Regions from separate parts of the Pan troglodytes genome. Here region 2 is linked to region 1. Evidence: chromatin contacts called from public HiChIP or PLAC-seq data. All regions are on one chromosome and are shown on one strand. Each heading gives the region's core, a stretch centred on a gene start, on an enhancer-like site or on the middle of the called end of the contact. The rest is flanking DNA. Distances are from core to core; before and after follow the strand shown. Region 1 holds the start of SESN1 (sestrin 1). Region 2 holds the start of CD164 (CD164 molecule).

Evidence for each region. HiChIP or PLAC-seq counts read pairs in DNA pulled down with a chosen protein or histone mark.
Region 2: a contact with region 1 is called in an H3K4me3 HiChIP or PLAC-seq map of stem cell-derived excitatory neurons, with 4 times the contacts expected there. The contact joins the promoter of CD164 here to the promoter of SESN1 in region 1. A contact is called at or near these places in 2 of 7 Hi-C or Micro-C datasets (blood and stem cell-derived neural progenitor cells) and 1 of 1 datasets of contacts at active chromatin or transcription factors (stem cell-derived excitatory neurons).

Annotation. Positions count from the first base shown.
Region 1 is chr5:121,007,270-121,014,844 of NHGRI_mPanTro3-v2.0_pri, reverse strand. It overlaps SESN1 (sestrin 1), which reads left to right and starts at 4,787. Exons shown (of 10, transcript XM_016956098.4): 1 at 4,787-5,618. The coding sequence starts at 5,340. It overlaps CEP57L1 (centrosomal protein 57 like 1), which reads right to left and starts at 4,852. Exons shown (of 11, transcript XM_009451799.5): 1 at 4,165-4,852. The coding sequence starts at 4,275.
Region 2 is chr5:121,298,691-121,306,265 of NHGRI_mPanTro3-v2.0_pri, reverse strand. CD164 (CD164 molecule) reads left to right here and starts at 4,931. Exons shown (of 5, transcript XM_009451804.3): 1 at 4,931-6,975. The coding sequence starts at 6,801.

The DNA.
Region 1 (7,575 bases), core at 3,538-6,037:
GCAACATTTAACATAACTTATTTTTCCTTCCTCCTTAATTACTTCCTTCATTTTGCTTCTAGAACACCTACTGAACAGTGGGTTTTCCTCTGTTCACTGGCTGCTCCTTCACAGTCACCTTTGCAGAGAACTCCAAATCCACCGAAACTCCATAGAATATCACTTTTGGTGATATCAACAACTGCTATCAAAACACTACTATAAAATCCAAAATTATATCTATTGCCAGATCTTTCTCCTCACTTCTGGACTCATTTATTCAACTGCCTCCTCCACCTCCACATCTCAATGTGAATTTCTTAGAGGCATCTCAAACTTAACGTGGCCAAGCTAAAATACCAACCTTTCCTCTCTCTCCCATTCACAAATCTGCAGATTTTCCCATAACAGTAAATGGCACTTCCTCCATTCTAGTTACTCAGGTTAGAAACTTTGAAGCCATTTTTGACTCTTACTCTCACACAATCTGTCAGCAAAATCTGTTGGCTATACTATCAAAATGTATCCAGATTCTGTCACCTGGATTATTACTTTAGTTTCCTAACCAGTCTCTCTGCTTCCACCCTTGCTTCCCTATGGTCTATGCTCAACACAATTTAAAAGAAATATTCACTTCAGGCCAGTTGCAGTGGCTTATGCCTCTAATCTCAGCACTTTGGGAGGCTGAGGCAGGAGGATCACTTGAGGCAATCACTTGAGGAGTTCAAGACCAGCCTGGGCAACACAGTGAGATCCTGTCTCTACAAAAAGACAAAAATTATCTCAGTTATGTAATTTCAGTTAAAAAAAAAAAAGGAAAAAATACAAAATTAGCTGGGCTTGTTGGCACGTGCCTGTAGTCCCAACTACCTGGGAGACTGAGGTGGGAGGATTACTTGAGCCCAGGAGTTCAAGGATGCAGTGAGCTATGACTATACTCCAGCCTGGGTGACATAGTCAGATTCTGTCTCAGGAAAAAAGAAAGAGGCCGGGCACGGTGGCTCACACCTGTAATCCAGCACTTTGCGAGGCTGAGGTGGGTGGATCACTTGAGGTCAGGAATTCAAGACCAGCCTGACCAACATGGTGAAAACCTGTCTCTACTAAAAACACAAAATTAGCCAGGTATGGTGGTGCATGCCTGTAATCCCAGCTACTTGGGAGGCCGAGGACAAAGAATCACTTAAACTTGGGAGGTGGAGGTTGCAGTGAGCCAAGATAGTGCTATTGCACTCCAGCCTGGGCAACAAGAGCAAAACTCCGTTGAGACAGAGGGAGAGAGAGAGAGAGAGAGAAAGAGAGAGAGAGAAAAGTAGTCATTTTTTAAAAGTCAGATCATGCCCTCATCTGCGCAAAACTCTCCAATGCTTTCCCAACCCAATTAAAAATGTTAGTCCTTTCAGTCACCTACATGTTCTCCTACCATTACTTCCTTTCTCTGTGGCCTCATGTTATTCTCCTCTTTGTACTCATTGTGCTCCAGCCACACTAGCCTTCTTGCTATTTCTCAAATGTGCACTCAGGCTCCTGCCCAAGGCCTTTGCACTAATTCTCTTCATTAGAATGCTATTTGCCCAGGCATCTACATGGTTTATTCCCTCCCCTACTTCATATCTCAATTGTCCCCTTCTGGATTATGTCTTTTCTAACAACCTTATTTAAAAGTGAACCTTGCCCCTCACATCCTGGCACTCCCCATTCCCCTTCCCAGTTGTTTTATTCTCCACTGCATTTGTCTTCATTTCATTTACTAAGTGTTTTACATATTTATTTATTATCTCTCCTCAGTAGAATGCAAGCTCTATGACAGTAGGAATTTTTATATATTGTGGTCAATGCTGTATCTTCAATGTCCTGTTATATAAAAGGGACTCAACAGAGATTTGTTGAGTAAATGCGTGGGTGAAATGGAATATGAGAACCAATGACTGAAAAATGGACTGTATGGCTGATCTGGAGAGCAACATGTGAAGTTAGTCTGAAAGAGTACCAGATGATGTCAGGCTTTATAAAGGAGTTTTGTCTTTAACAGTAGTAGGACACCACTGAATAGTTTTAACCAAGAGAAAATCTGATCAGCTCTGCAGTTTCAAAAAATCATTCTGGCAGATATAATGGAGAACTAATGGAGGAGGGTCATTGTGAATAATTGCTACTGTAGTGGTCTTGAGAGATTATCGCAGTTTGAAGACAGGTGGAGAGAAAAATATATTTGAAGGATATTTTGGGAGATAAGGTTGGCAGAACTTCATAATAATTTGGCCATAGAAGTATGAAGGGCAAGAAGAAATAAAGAATAATGTTTAGCTTTCAAATTTTCACAAGTAGATGGATAGTAGTGTCCTTTGCTGAAATAAGGAACACTGAAAAAGAATTAGATTCATAAGAGATAACTATGCATTTGGTTTTAGGCATGTTGAGTTTGAGATGCTTTTTAGATATCCAAGAAGAAATATCCAAGAGATATTGTGAAAGCTGAGAGGTGAAGCTGAATGGAGCTATTCATTTGAGAGTCATAGGTGTTGGTGAAGCCATGGGTATACATGAGATCATATTTAACTACGGCATAAAAAGGCACCCAGCCTTAAGAAACTACCCGACCCTTTATGGGCTGGATAGAGGATGAAGATCCCAAAAAGGAGATGAAAACGGAATGGTTTTTGTTTTGCTTTTCCAATCATACTCATAAGTTATTCCCTTTTTAAAATTCAGATTCAAACTAGAAGTGTCAGAATGTAACAAGGCTTTTGAAATTAGACCAATTCATCAGAACTATGCATCTATTCAAAAATAGCTCACTTACAGAAACGATGTAAAGAATTCACAATACCTGTCTCTTTGTAGCTTCTAAGTGCATCAATACACAAAAAGCACCCTTCCCGTCCCACCCCACACCGCCAACCAAGTATGCATGATTTGGCTTACTGACGTTTCCTGAAAGTACCCTATCTCTCACTCTGGGCCTTAGCATATGCTGTTCTTTTGGTCTTCATTTCCCCTGGGATGAAGATTTCCCTGACTTTCCAAGATTGGGCTAAGTCATCTCCTTCTAGACATCCCAGTGATATCATATATTATTGTAACCGTATGTCTAACAACTAGTTCCTCTAACTAGTAAGACTGTCTTTTTCATTGTTGTATACTCAGTGCCTAGCAAGATGAAATTTTTAGAATTTAGTGCAATGCAATTCTGCAATGTAAAGAATTAAAATCTACACAGATTATCAGTCCACTGATGGCCGTTCAAACCTCGACTTTTCTCAAATAATAACTTTTTAAAAGCAAACTAATTTTAAGCAAATGACTGAATCTTTTGAAAAAGTCGACTAAGTTTTGGAGACTTTTACGGTTTTGCTTTCTTTTTCCTGCTGTATCCTTAAAGCCTGCAAGAATTCCTATCTAGGAATACTGGGGATTCTTTTACGAGATGGATTTGACAACTTGCTTTCAAAGCCCTGCCTAGGATTTCATTTGACTGAGCAAATAAAGCCCAGAACATCCCTAAGCAAAGGCAAACAAAGGTGCAAATGCGCAGAGATCCCAAATCCACCCGCGTGTGTCCACAGAAAAGGGCGGAATCAGAGGCAGCAGCGCGAAGCTCCAGTTTCCACAGCATCCTTCCTTCTTGGCCTTACTTAGGCCGTTCCCTGCGACCCTTGGGATCAGGATCCCAAATCCTTGCCTCACCCACCACACCCCGCGCTTGGGCAGCTGGACTAGTCCTTCCCACGCAAGTCACTGGAAAAAGTCCTTGGACTAAGGGAGGCCACCCTAGATGGCTTTGTCTCCAAAATCCCAGAGGAAATGGAGGAAGGAAAAACCCTGTCAAGGAAAGGTGACAACCCAGCTTACAGTGCTTACCAAGCAGACGCTCTCAGTCAGCCCCTGCCACCGCTAACCGTTGGTTCGCGGGCACCCACAGGCAACGTCGCGGTGGCCCCTGGGGGTTGTAGTTTCTGTCGCAAACAAAACGCGCCGGCAGCATCGAAACTACATTCCCCACAAGTCAACGCGAAGACGTCCTTCCGACTTAAATCTGGGGTTTGGAGTAATAAAGAGGCCGTCACTACTTTTAGGGTGATCTTAAATGTAGACTCAATTTCTTCCAGGAGTCCCTTCGCGCCCTCTTTCTTTGTCGTGCTTGTTTTATGTGTGACGAAGTCTCAGTGTACTTCTACGTCTTACTTTTTCCTTCCCCTTCTCCAGGACAGAGTCCAAACGTCCGGGAACGGAAACCGCCTCAGGGCGCAAGCTTAGCGCCTCCGGGAGCGCTTGGCCCAGTTCGCAGTCACGCATGCGTAGCAGCCGGCAGTGACTGGCAGCCGCGCGCGGCGCACTTGGGGTCCGGAGGTAGCCTGCCAGAGGGCGGGGCTTTTTCCTAAGGCTTTGCCTCGGCGGGTCGCGTCTGCCTGGGCGGGGAAGAAGGCGCTGGGGCCGGGGCGGCTCCCGGTTTGTGCCGGGCGGAGAAAGGGGAGGGGCTGGGGGTGAGGACCCCGTCTCCACTCCCTGCTCCCGCCCTCTGGGCTGATCCCCACCGATGGGGCTGGGCGAAGGGCGGGCTTTGCGCCTCGGGCCCCGCGCCCCGCCAGCTCCGCGGCCCAGCCTGGCTCTCAAGGATTGCCAGGGCCGCCCTGTGCCCTCTGGCTTGGCGGTGGTGGGCGAGGGCTCAGGGATCGGAGAAGTAGCGTCTTCCCGGGGGTGCCGAATTGGCGGGGCTGGGGGACGCTTTTTTTCACCGCCGCCCGCCGAGACTACGGCTGCCCGAGACTGCCGCCCTCCGACAGCGCCCAAGCCTCCGGCCGCTGCGGCCAGTGGGCCAGGGTTCGGCGAGCCTTCCCTGCCGGCGCCGGCCGGCTGCTGAGGCGCTGGGAGGAGCTGCGGAGGGCGGGGACTGGTGTCGGAGAAGGGGCGGGGTGGGAACGCCGGAGAGAACCCGGTGGCTGCACAGACAAAAAAGCCCCGAATGGCTGGAGGGCGTTCGACTGTTAACAGCCTTTTGGGGCAGAGCACGGATTTGACAGCTCCACAACGTGAGGATATCCACTGACCCCGCGAGACGGAGGAGAACGCTTCCCCGAAATTCTCTGCCCACCAAAGCCAGCGCTGCAAGGTTGCAACTTTCCAACTTTGTTTTTCCAGAAAGAAGACTGCCCTTTCGTGTACAAGGAGAGGGTGAGAGGGTGATCTAGCTTGTAGATCGGCTGAAGGCACCAGTGGTTCCAAATGTCACCCAGATGTGTGTTTTCATGACGATTTGATTTCTCTGATTTTATTTTTACGTTTTTCATTTTAAAAATACAAAGCAATTTTTTGGGGCATGCTGAAAGGTAACTGAAGACCGCAAAGGAAAAACTATTGTCATGGCTGAAGGAGAGAATGAAGTGAGATGGGATGGACTCTGCAGCAGAGATTCAACTACTAGGGAGACAGCACTGGAAAATATTAGGCAAACCATTTTGAGGAAAACCGAGTATCTTCGTTCGGTGAAAGAAACACCTCATCGTCCATCAGACGGGCTTTCAAATACCGAGTCTTCGGATGGGTTGAATAAGCTACTTGCTCATCTGCTTATGCTTTCTAAGAGGTGTCCCTTCAAAGATGTGAGAGAGAAAAGTGAGTTTATTCTGAAGAGCATCCAGGTAAGGAAGAGCATTTTAAATACAACTATGTCTCTAGTACAGTTAAATTTTACTTGCCGTTATTCACGTTGTGTTTGTTTCTATTAGGTTGTTATGTAAACTTTTATTATGAGTTTACACCTTTAGAGTGTTCTGTAAGTAAACAAGTAGTGTTTTTCTAGAGTTTTAGGCAGAAACTGCTTTGCTCCTGGAAGAATATATGAAACTACAGTTAATTCCAAGTAAATACTTGTTTTTCCTTATATTTCTTTTTACATGTTGTTGGAAAATGTAGCCAGTGTTTTTTTTTTCACATTGTCACAGTGTTCTGAGTGTAAAGGCTCACATTTAAAAGCCTCTAAAATGATAAAGGATATTAAATGTTTCCTAGTCAGCCTGTTCAAGATAATTGGTGGAACAATTTTCTCTTATTTTTAAAAACAAAACAAACCAGGATGTGTTCTCTAAATGCAACCTCTCTTTTTTCAAAAAGAGAATTATATAAAATAATAAAAACCTATCTTAAAAGAAGCTAACATCTTCATGTTGAAAAGGTGGACCCAGGTGGGGTATTTGATAGAAACACTTTTATGGCAAATTGCTCAACTAGCTTTCTCTGTGTTTGCCTGAATTGTTTCTTTTTCACATGTGTAGCTATTTAAGATATGAGTGCAGCAGGTTAAAAATATTATAGTTTTTCCTCCATTTCGTTCATAATTTATCCTGTTTTATTACAAGGTGTCTTAGAATACTTTTTTAAAGTTTTTAGATATTGACAATATTCAGCAACACCTTATATATGCTTGTCAATCTTTACATTTCTCAATCCACCTGTGTTGTCCAAAGTCCTGTATGAGAGATTTTTAAAATTTAAAATGTACTTGGGTAACTATGTAAGTTAAAAGTGACAGTTTTTATATACTGGCTTGAATTTAGTTTAAAGCAACAGAAAAATAATATCCACAAAATGAAGACTGTATTTAAGATCTTGGGATATTTCTTCTCACTAACACTTTGGAAACAATTGTTACAATTCAGAGTTACCCGAGAGGAGTTAATATACTAGGTAACTGAAGTTTACCCTTTGAAACACAAAAAGTTATTTCTCTATCTTCTAGACTGTAGTGACTGTAACAACCATTTTTGTCCATAATGGGGTCATCATTATGCATATCAACTATTGTTGTGCAGCAAAGGGTGGAGGACTGACTATATGATCCATTAGTTTTTATATTTTTGTGTGTAATTTTTATAGTTTTTCTGTTCTTTCCTTTGCCGTCAGGATACTTGACTTTGGTCTCTTCCTGATCTTTCATTTTGCTGCTTAATTCATATTGGAATGGGAAACCAGATAACCAATCGTGTTAAGAGTTATATTGAAAATAAAAGTAAGCAGGCTCTGGGGAGCATAGTATCAAAGGATTTCAATATAATGATAAATAAGTGGGTACTGGAGTCAGAGTTGGGCTCAAATTCCACTCCTTTACTAATGTCCTTGCCTGTAACCTTGGGCAAATTCCTTGACCTTTCTTAGCTTGGATTTCCACATCTGTAAAATGGGAATAACAACACAGAGCTCTTGTGGGAATTAAATCAGATGTAAAGTACTCTGGTATATATAGCAGATGCTCCTCTCCTTTTCATAAGTGAAATACATAGACTATGCGATATATATTTCAAGACTCTTTCATCCTGCAAAAGGACTCAGGAATTTCCTGGGAAGGTTCCCTATAGACTTATACTCTTTTTTTTCCATCTCTGCATCTATTGTACAATTATAAAAGGCAATTTACTTATATTGTGTTATAAGCACATGCTTTTGTGTCTGTCTCCCATAGGAAGGCTATGAGTTCTTAAGAGTACTGGCTGGGACCTGGAAGCTACTAAATAAATATCCAGTGGATGAACAAATTTATACTTTCTTTCTGTTTTTCATCAGTAGTCTGAATAGATGAAGTTTTCAGTTTAGGGAGTTTCC
Region 2 (7,575 bases), core at 3,682-6,181, 290 kb before region 1:
AGACCCTGAGTTTTTATACATATTTTAAATGAAGCATTATTTGTTTGAGAACCACCTGTCCAGCAATGTGATGGTCAAATCACTTAACCTTTCACTCCCCATTTGTAAAAATAACAGAAGTTGAGTTGCTAGCTTTCTTCTGGCTCTAAAACTTCAGTGATTTTTCTGAGGAAACGCATAAAATCAACAATTTTAAGTGAAATGGGGGTACATCTGTCTCAGTGTTCTGAGGATTGACACAGCAGGTGAATCTATTCACAGCAGGTGAATTATGAGAAGCACAGCACAGTGCTTCTAATAATGCTTGGCACACAGCAGATATTCCTTAAGAATTAGTTTCCCTTCAGAAATGTCTCCCCACGGAAACCAGTCAAGCTACCACTGACAGAATATCATCATCCTAATTTCAAGAAATATCAAGCTCTTTTTATACTGAGTATTAGCAGTTCTCACTCACATCAGATTAACTTTCAATCAACTGAACTAGTTCAAAGGTATATCTTTAAAATTAAAATTGGTCTCTACCACACCTAGCAATATTCTCCCTTATGGAGACTCATTTTTTAAACTATATTGATCTTACCATCCCCTACACTTCCCAAAGTGGAATCACCACCACTTAAATCTGGCAAGTCTTAAGACTTTTGTATATCATACGAAATATTGGTGACTGACTCAGTAGTAATGTATACAACATGAATTACAAGTTGCATATTTGATAGAGGGCTTTGTAAGGTGATAAATCACAGGTTCTTTTACTTTAGCATGCATCAGAGTGCCTGGGCCTGTCAAACAGATTGCTGGACCTCAGAGTTTCTGATTCAGTGGCACTGGGTTGGGCTGGAGAATTTGAACAAGTTCAAGGTGATGCTGCTGCTGCTGCTGCTGTTCTGGAGACAACACTTTAAGAACAGATGGGATATATTAGATCTCTCATAGATCTGTGGCACACAGGTATGTAGAAGAGAAAAGTCATAACAGTAAAGTGTAACCTACAACAGAAAAGGAAGAATGAAGGAAACTGACAAGAAACCTTGATTTCATCAAGGCAGCAGAGGAGGTACACATACGTTGACCAATTAGACAGTGACCAGAATCCTGTTGCAAGGTCCTGAGGTTCTTAGCAGGGCCAGATGTGAGACCTCCAGGTGCTGGGCAGTGGCAACGTGGTAGTCAGGTCCTTAGGAAGGGACTTGGACACTTGGGCCGCTCAGGACACGCACTTTGCCAGTCAGTACAGAATTACTAGAATATTTTAATAACCAGAGTGGCCATGAGGTGTCTTCTGGCTGAAAATCAGCTCTCCAAGACAGGATCGGGAGAAGCACAGTGAATACCTAGGGACAAGGGGAAGCCATAGCTAATCCAAGATATCAGCAAGCCGCCTGAGGTGTAGTTTAGCTTGAACTTGGAGGTTATTCCTAAGGAACAAGTCAGGAAAAGGTTTCATTTCCTGAAGGACCAAGAGACGTAATGCAAAGAGCTCTAGCAGACCCAGGGTTTGAAGCAGAATACAAATAAAAATCATGCATCTCGGGTGCCAGCCTTAAGGGAACCTGGGCTGGGCTCCCTGACTCCTGCACATCCAGGAGGTTTGTGCTGTTTGTAGGCTAACCTTACATATGTTTGTAAAGAAAGAAGCAAAAACAGTATGTCTTGATGTAATTTTGTAAATGAATCACTGTTAAGAATTGCAGGCCTGGCATGGTGGCTCATGCTTGTAATCCCAGCACTTTGGGAGGCCAAGGGGGGAAGATTGCTTGAGCTCAGGAGTTCTAGACCAGCCTGAGCAACATGGTGAAACTCCGTCTCACGCAAAAATACAAAAAATTAGCCAGGTGTGGTGGCGCACCCGGCTATTCAGGAAACTGAGGTGGGAGGATCACTTGAGCCTGGGGAGGCGGAGGTTGTAGTGAGCCGAGATTGCGCCAGTTTGACTGAAATAAGCCAGTTTATTTATTCATTTTTTTCTCAAAAAAGAAAAAAAATTGCAGCAGTTCAGGATAGAATAGTTCTGTGCAAGTCATAGTGTAAAGCAGTGTTCTCCAACTTTTTTTTTTTTTTTTTTTTTTAATGAGATGGAGTCTCACTCTGTCGCCCAGGCTGCAGTGCAATGGCACGATCTTGGCTCACTGCAACCCCCACCTCCTGGGTTCAAGCAATTCTCCTGCCTCCGCCTCCCAAGTAGCTGGGATTACAGGCACCCGCCACCACACCTGGCTAATTTTTGTATTTTTGGCAGAGATGGGGTTTCGCCATGTTGGCCAGGCTGGTCTCGAACTCCTGACCTCAGGTGATCTGCCGCCTCAGCCTCCCAAAGTGCTGGAATTACAGGCGTGAGCCACTGCATCCGACTGTTCTCCAACTTTAATACTTTACACATGTACATATCTTCTGGGAATCTTGTTAAAATGTAGGTTCTGATTCAGGAGATCTGAGGGGGAGGCCTGAGGTTCTGCATTTCTATGTGATATAAATGATAATGGTTTGAGAACCACACTCTGGAAAGCAAGAGTAAAGCACTGGTTTTCCACCTAAGCTGCAGATTAGAAACACCTGGGAAGCTTTTAAAACTGCTGATGCTCAGACATTACTCCAGACCAATTAAATCAGTACCCAGGCACTAGTATCAATATTTTTCAACACACACCACCACCACTGATGTCACTAGGTAGTTCCAATGTGCAGCCAGGGTTAAGAACAACTGCTCTAAAGTGTAATGCTCCCCTCTGGCGCCCTGGCACACTTTTCAAAGAAACATCCACAGTCAAAGTGGAGAGCCTCCTAATGACAATATCTCCAGAATTTTACCCTTAATCTTAATCACAATATTAAGACTCTGAATATACAGTTTTAGCTAATATTTGATTTATTCCAATCCTTCTCTTTGTCAAAACAGATTCAAATACTACTAAATGAGCTTTAATATATGCTGTTAAAACTGTCTTACAGATGCCAGCCCTTGTTTCCCACCCATACTCCTCTAGATGAATCTACCCTGACCCACAGCTGAAGAGTTCAGGGAGTTATTTGTAGCAGCTGCCCTCCTACGCTTTTATTTTATTTTATTTTATTTTATTTTATTTTATTTTATTTTATTTTATTTTGAGGCGGAGTCTCACTCTGTTGCCCAGGCTGGAGGGCAGTGATGCAATCTCGGCTCACTGCAACCTCTGCCTCCTGGGTTCAATAGATTCTTCTGCCTCAACCTCCCAAGTAGCTGTGATTACAGGTGCTTGCCACTACGCCGGGCTCCTCCTGTGCTTTTTAATGCAGCTAATTTTTGGCAAGGGTGGACAACTGACTGAAATAAGCCAGTTTGTTCATTTATTCATTTTTTTAAAATTAAGTGCAGGGAATAAACTGGTGAGCACTATTTCTCAGTTAATCTAGTGAGAAAGACAACTGCTATATAATGCAGTATATGCTTTGTTATGGGCAAGTCCAGGGTGCACAGAGCAGGAACACCTTTTATAGTCTGGGAGTGGGGAGAAAGGGGTAGTTGAATATTTTAAGGATAGCTTAAGATGGGAGTGACAGCTTAGCTGAGAGACCTGAAAGAAGTAGGAGTTGGTCAGATGCCAGAAGGGAATAACAATATTCTAGGCAGAAGAAATAGCATGGATGAAGATCCACATGCAAAAGAAAACATGACCAGTTAGGAGAACTGGAAGTTCAGGGAGCTCTAGTGTAGACTGCATGGATGGAGTCAGAGCAGAGAGTAGGTAACAGACAGGTTGGGAAGGCATGGTACTGAGTCAAGTTATCTCTTCCAAGAGCTATATAACTGGAATACTGGGCAATGGAGATGATTGGCTGTGGCTCTATAGATCTGGCAATGTCCTGTAGGGTTGAAGCCTGAAACGAAGTCCTAGCAAACCAGCTCCACGTGCTAGGGATTCCTCCTTTTAAGTTCAAGTCTCCCTTGGCCCTCACACACTTGATTTCCCACCCCTGAATGCCTATAAGATTTACTGTCATATTCTTACAGTGAATGGATTCCCTTTAACATAAGCTAGTACAAGGGGGTTTGTACTTCTTGCTATCAAGTAGTGGAGGCAAAACTCTGATTATTAAGGGGCCACTGGATGTTAGTTATAGCTAGAAGGCAGGGTCCTGTTTGGAGTGTTGATCTGTTTATTTGGGGAAAGGTGCTGACACAAGGCTGAAGCATTGTTTAAAAATCTGCTGTTTAAAAAACTTAGAGGGAGCTTATACTGCTAGAAGATTCACAAGCGCAGAAGCACTCTGTCTTGCTGCTTTCAAGAAAATAAATGGTTAAGAAGGTCGCTCTAACAACCAATCGACAATCTAATTGCAAGCAATGTGTCTAAGAGGAAATAACCTGAGTGATGGCTGACCTTGCACACAGAAGAACTCTCTGAGGGTGCCTTTCAATTGTGATTTTATCCCCAGGAGACATTTAACAATATTGGGAGATATTTTTGGTTGTCACAACTGAAAGGTGGGGTGCTTCTGGTATCTAGTGTGTAGAGGCTAGGAATACTGCCGAATATCCAACAATGCACAGGACAAGCAAGAATGAGTCAGCCTGAAATCTTGATAGCGCCAAGATTGAGAAACCCTGCTTTATGACAACAATAAACAGAAGCTTACTGTCAGGAACTGAAAAAAAAAAAGCTGTCTCTCTGAAATGGTGAAAATGACTTTGGAACTCCCTTGATCTACCTCTACAGTTGCCATGCAAAATAAAATAAACCAATGGTTTTCTAGTCTTAAAACAAGAGCGTGAAATGTCCCTTTATCAGGACTGAGGAATATCTGAGGACTAGAGTTAAACATCCAGGTGACAAATTGTTAAACAATGGTCTGCACAGAGGAGTGTGTTTATCCTAGGGTGGAAAGAAGATAACACACCAAGCTCTGAGAACAGAGCTTCTATTTACATTTTTTTTTTTTTTTTGAGACGAGTCTCGCTCTGTTCCCCAAGCTGGAGTGCAGTGGTGTGATCTCGGCTCACTGCAACCTCCGCCTCCCGGATACAAGCGATCCTCCTGCCTCAGCCCTGCTAGTAGCTGGGATTACAGGCACGTGCCACCATGCCCGGCTAATTTTTGTATTTTTAGGAGAGACGCGGTTTACACCATGTTGGCCAAGCTGGTCTCAAACTCCGGACCTCAGGTGATCCACCCGCCTTGGCCTCCCAAAGTGCTGGCATTACAGGCGTGAGCCACCGCGTCCGGCCCCTATTTACATTCTTAACCTTAAAAAAAAATTAAAGTTGCCTTGCGCTTTCTTTTGGTCTGGGTGCCAGATAGTCAAGTGTTAAATATAGAGAGAGGCCTCCTGAGAGAAGAGCAGACACTTCTTTGAAGGGCTTATGGTGGGAGCTCACTTCCCTGACAGCATTCTCATGCTTCTGGGCTGGATCAGTCAAAACTATCAGCTTTTTGTTTACATCCAAGCAACACTACTCCAACTAGCGTAGTCATTGGAACAAATGTTCATAGTCCTGAGGGTACAGAAGGACGACACTGAAAAGATCCCAAGGGGAAATAAAATCTTTCTATTTGAGCAAAAAGGTAAAAGCACTATGTAGTCATCTTTTTTGGCACATCAAAAAAGTCATCGTGGCACATCAAAACAGACCTCACGAAAACAATTAATATTCCTATATTATTAGGATAACTTTGCATAATTAAAATTACATAAGTGTACAACAGCTGAAAACACAGCATTAAATACAACTTTTAAAGTCTAATTTTTACCATGTGATAACCGTATCAAATTTTGCGAATATTTTGTGAGACTTGGCAGTAGATGGCGCTCACCTTTACTAAAAGTCTGAGCAGCGCCTTAACACTAACAGGAACTTAAGAATCCAGCTCTGATGTCAGGCAATCCCGTGTCCAGGTCAGGTCACTTTTCTAAGTCTCAGTTTCCTCACTGGTAATGTGGCGGTGGGGGCCGCCCCAATGGCCTGGCAACTCAGACCGCTTTTGATTCTCTGACTACAGTGGTGGAGTTGAGACAGGTCTGCTGCTGCAACCGCCGTCTGAAATAGCAATCCGGAAAAGTCAGGTTGGGAAAGTGACAGAGTAGACGCCCTGCGGCTCTGATCCGGGCGGCGCCTCAGCTGCCCACACTATGTGGGCGGCAACGCACAAACTCCTTAACCACGTGGTGCCTCCATTCCCCTAGGGAGTCCCATCACAGGATAACTTCTAGCAAAATCAATCTTCAAGAAAAAAAGAAGGGGTCCTGCCGAAGACATAAGGAAGCTCCCTGGGGATCCCGCAGCACAGCACAAACTTAGTTCTTGAGAGCCGCACAAAACCAACTTCCGCCCCAGCGGAGTTGCGTCCGGAAGGCGCGGCCCCGGAGGTCACGTGGGCCCGCGGAATTACGGCCTGGCGGGGCGCTCAGGTGGAAGCAGTAGGCCACATCATGTCGACTGTTCCATGCAAGTTAGGGTGGGGGCCGTCCCTATCGCAGGCATGAGACAAGTCCAGCTGCGTCGTGTCTGGTAATCTGAGGGCAAGAAGAACGATTTGCAGAAGCCCCCAGTTTTCTTGGCTGTGGCACAGTCGCTTTGAGGGCCAGGTTCCTTCGGCTTCCTCCCGACTCCCCTGCTTCCCCCCGTAGGATTCCCGTTGGTATCGTCCGAGCCCCACCTCCCTCCTCTTCGCCCCCGCACGCCGAAAACAGGGGCCTCTCACGTGACCCCTGCGCGCTCCCGCGGGGGAGCGTAGTCTCGGAGGCGGCGCCGCAGGGGATTGAGGGGTTGACTGAGCGTTGCGAGCCGCAGCTTTCTCCCGAACGCCAGTGCTGAGGACACGATGTCGCGGCTCTCCCGCTCACTGCTTTGGGCCGTCACCTGCCTGGGCGTGCTCTGCGTGCTGTCCGCGGACAAGAACACGACCCAGCACCCGAACGTGACGACTTTAGCGCCCATCTCCAACGTAACCTCGGCGCCGGTGACGTCCCTCCCGCTGGTCACCACTCCGGCACCAGGTGGGCGCGGGCCCTATGGGCTTCCCGCCCTCCCCTGCCCAGCCGAGCCGCACTGCCTCCTCGCCGTGCGGGCGGGCCGCGCTCGGGGTGCGGCGGCGACTCCGGCAACATGGCGACCAGCCTGGAGTCCACTCGCGGCCGGGCCGGGTGGGGAGCGCGCTGGGGGGAAGCGGACGCGCGGTTCCCAGTGGCTGCGGGGCTGGGGCCCCCCTCGAAGTGTTGCAAGTCGAGGTGCCTTTTAAAAGTGCATCGTAATTCCTAGCCTCACTTGGGGTCGGAAATGGGGACGTGGCTTCCTTCCGCGGGGGCAGCGGTGGGGTTGAGGATGGGGCCGGGCGTCGCGCCTCTGAGGTTGGCGGTGGGGCCGAGCTGCCTCTCCCTGCCACTGGTTGTTCACCCTCCCGGCGCCTCTCTCCGGAGGTAGCCTTCTCCGGAAGTCCGGGAAAGAGAAACTTAAAGACGTTAATGCTCGTTCGTGTCTCAGACTTGAGTCTGAGAAAGTCGCTTGAGATTTAATTACATTGGTTTTGCAGATAGGAATAGAATGTAGCTGACGTTTGAGCACGTAGTTAGTGAAAACTTCACACTTCAAAGTATGCG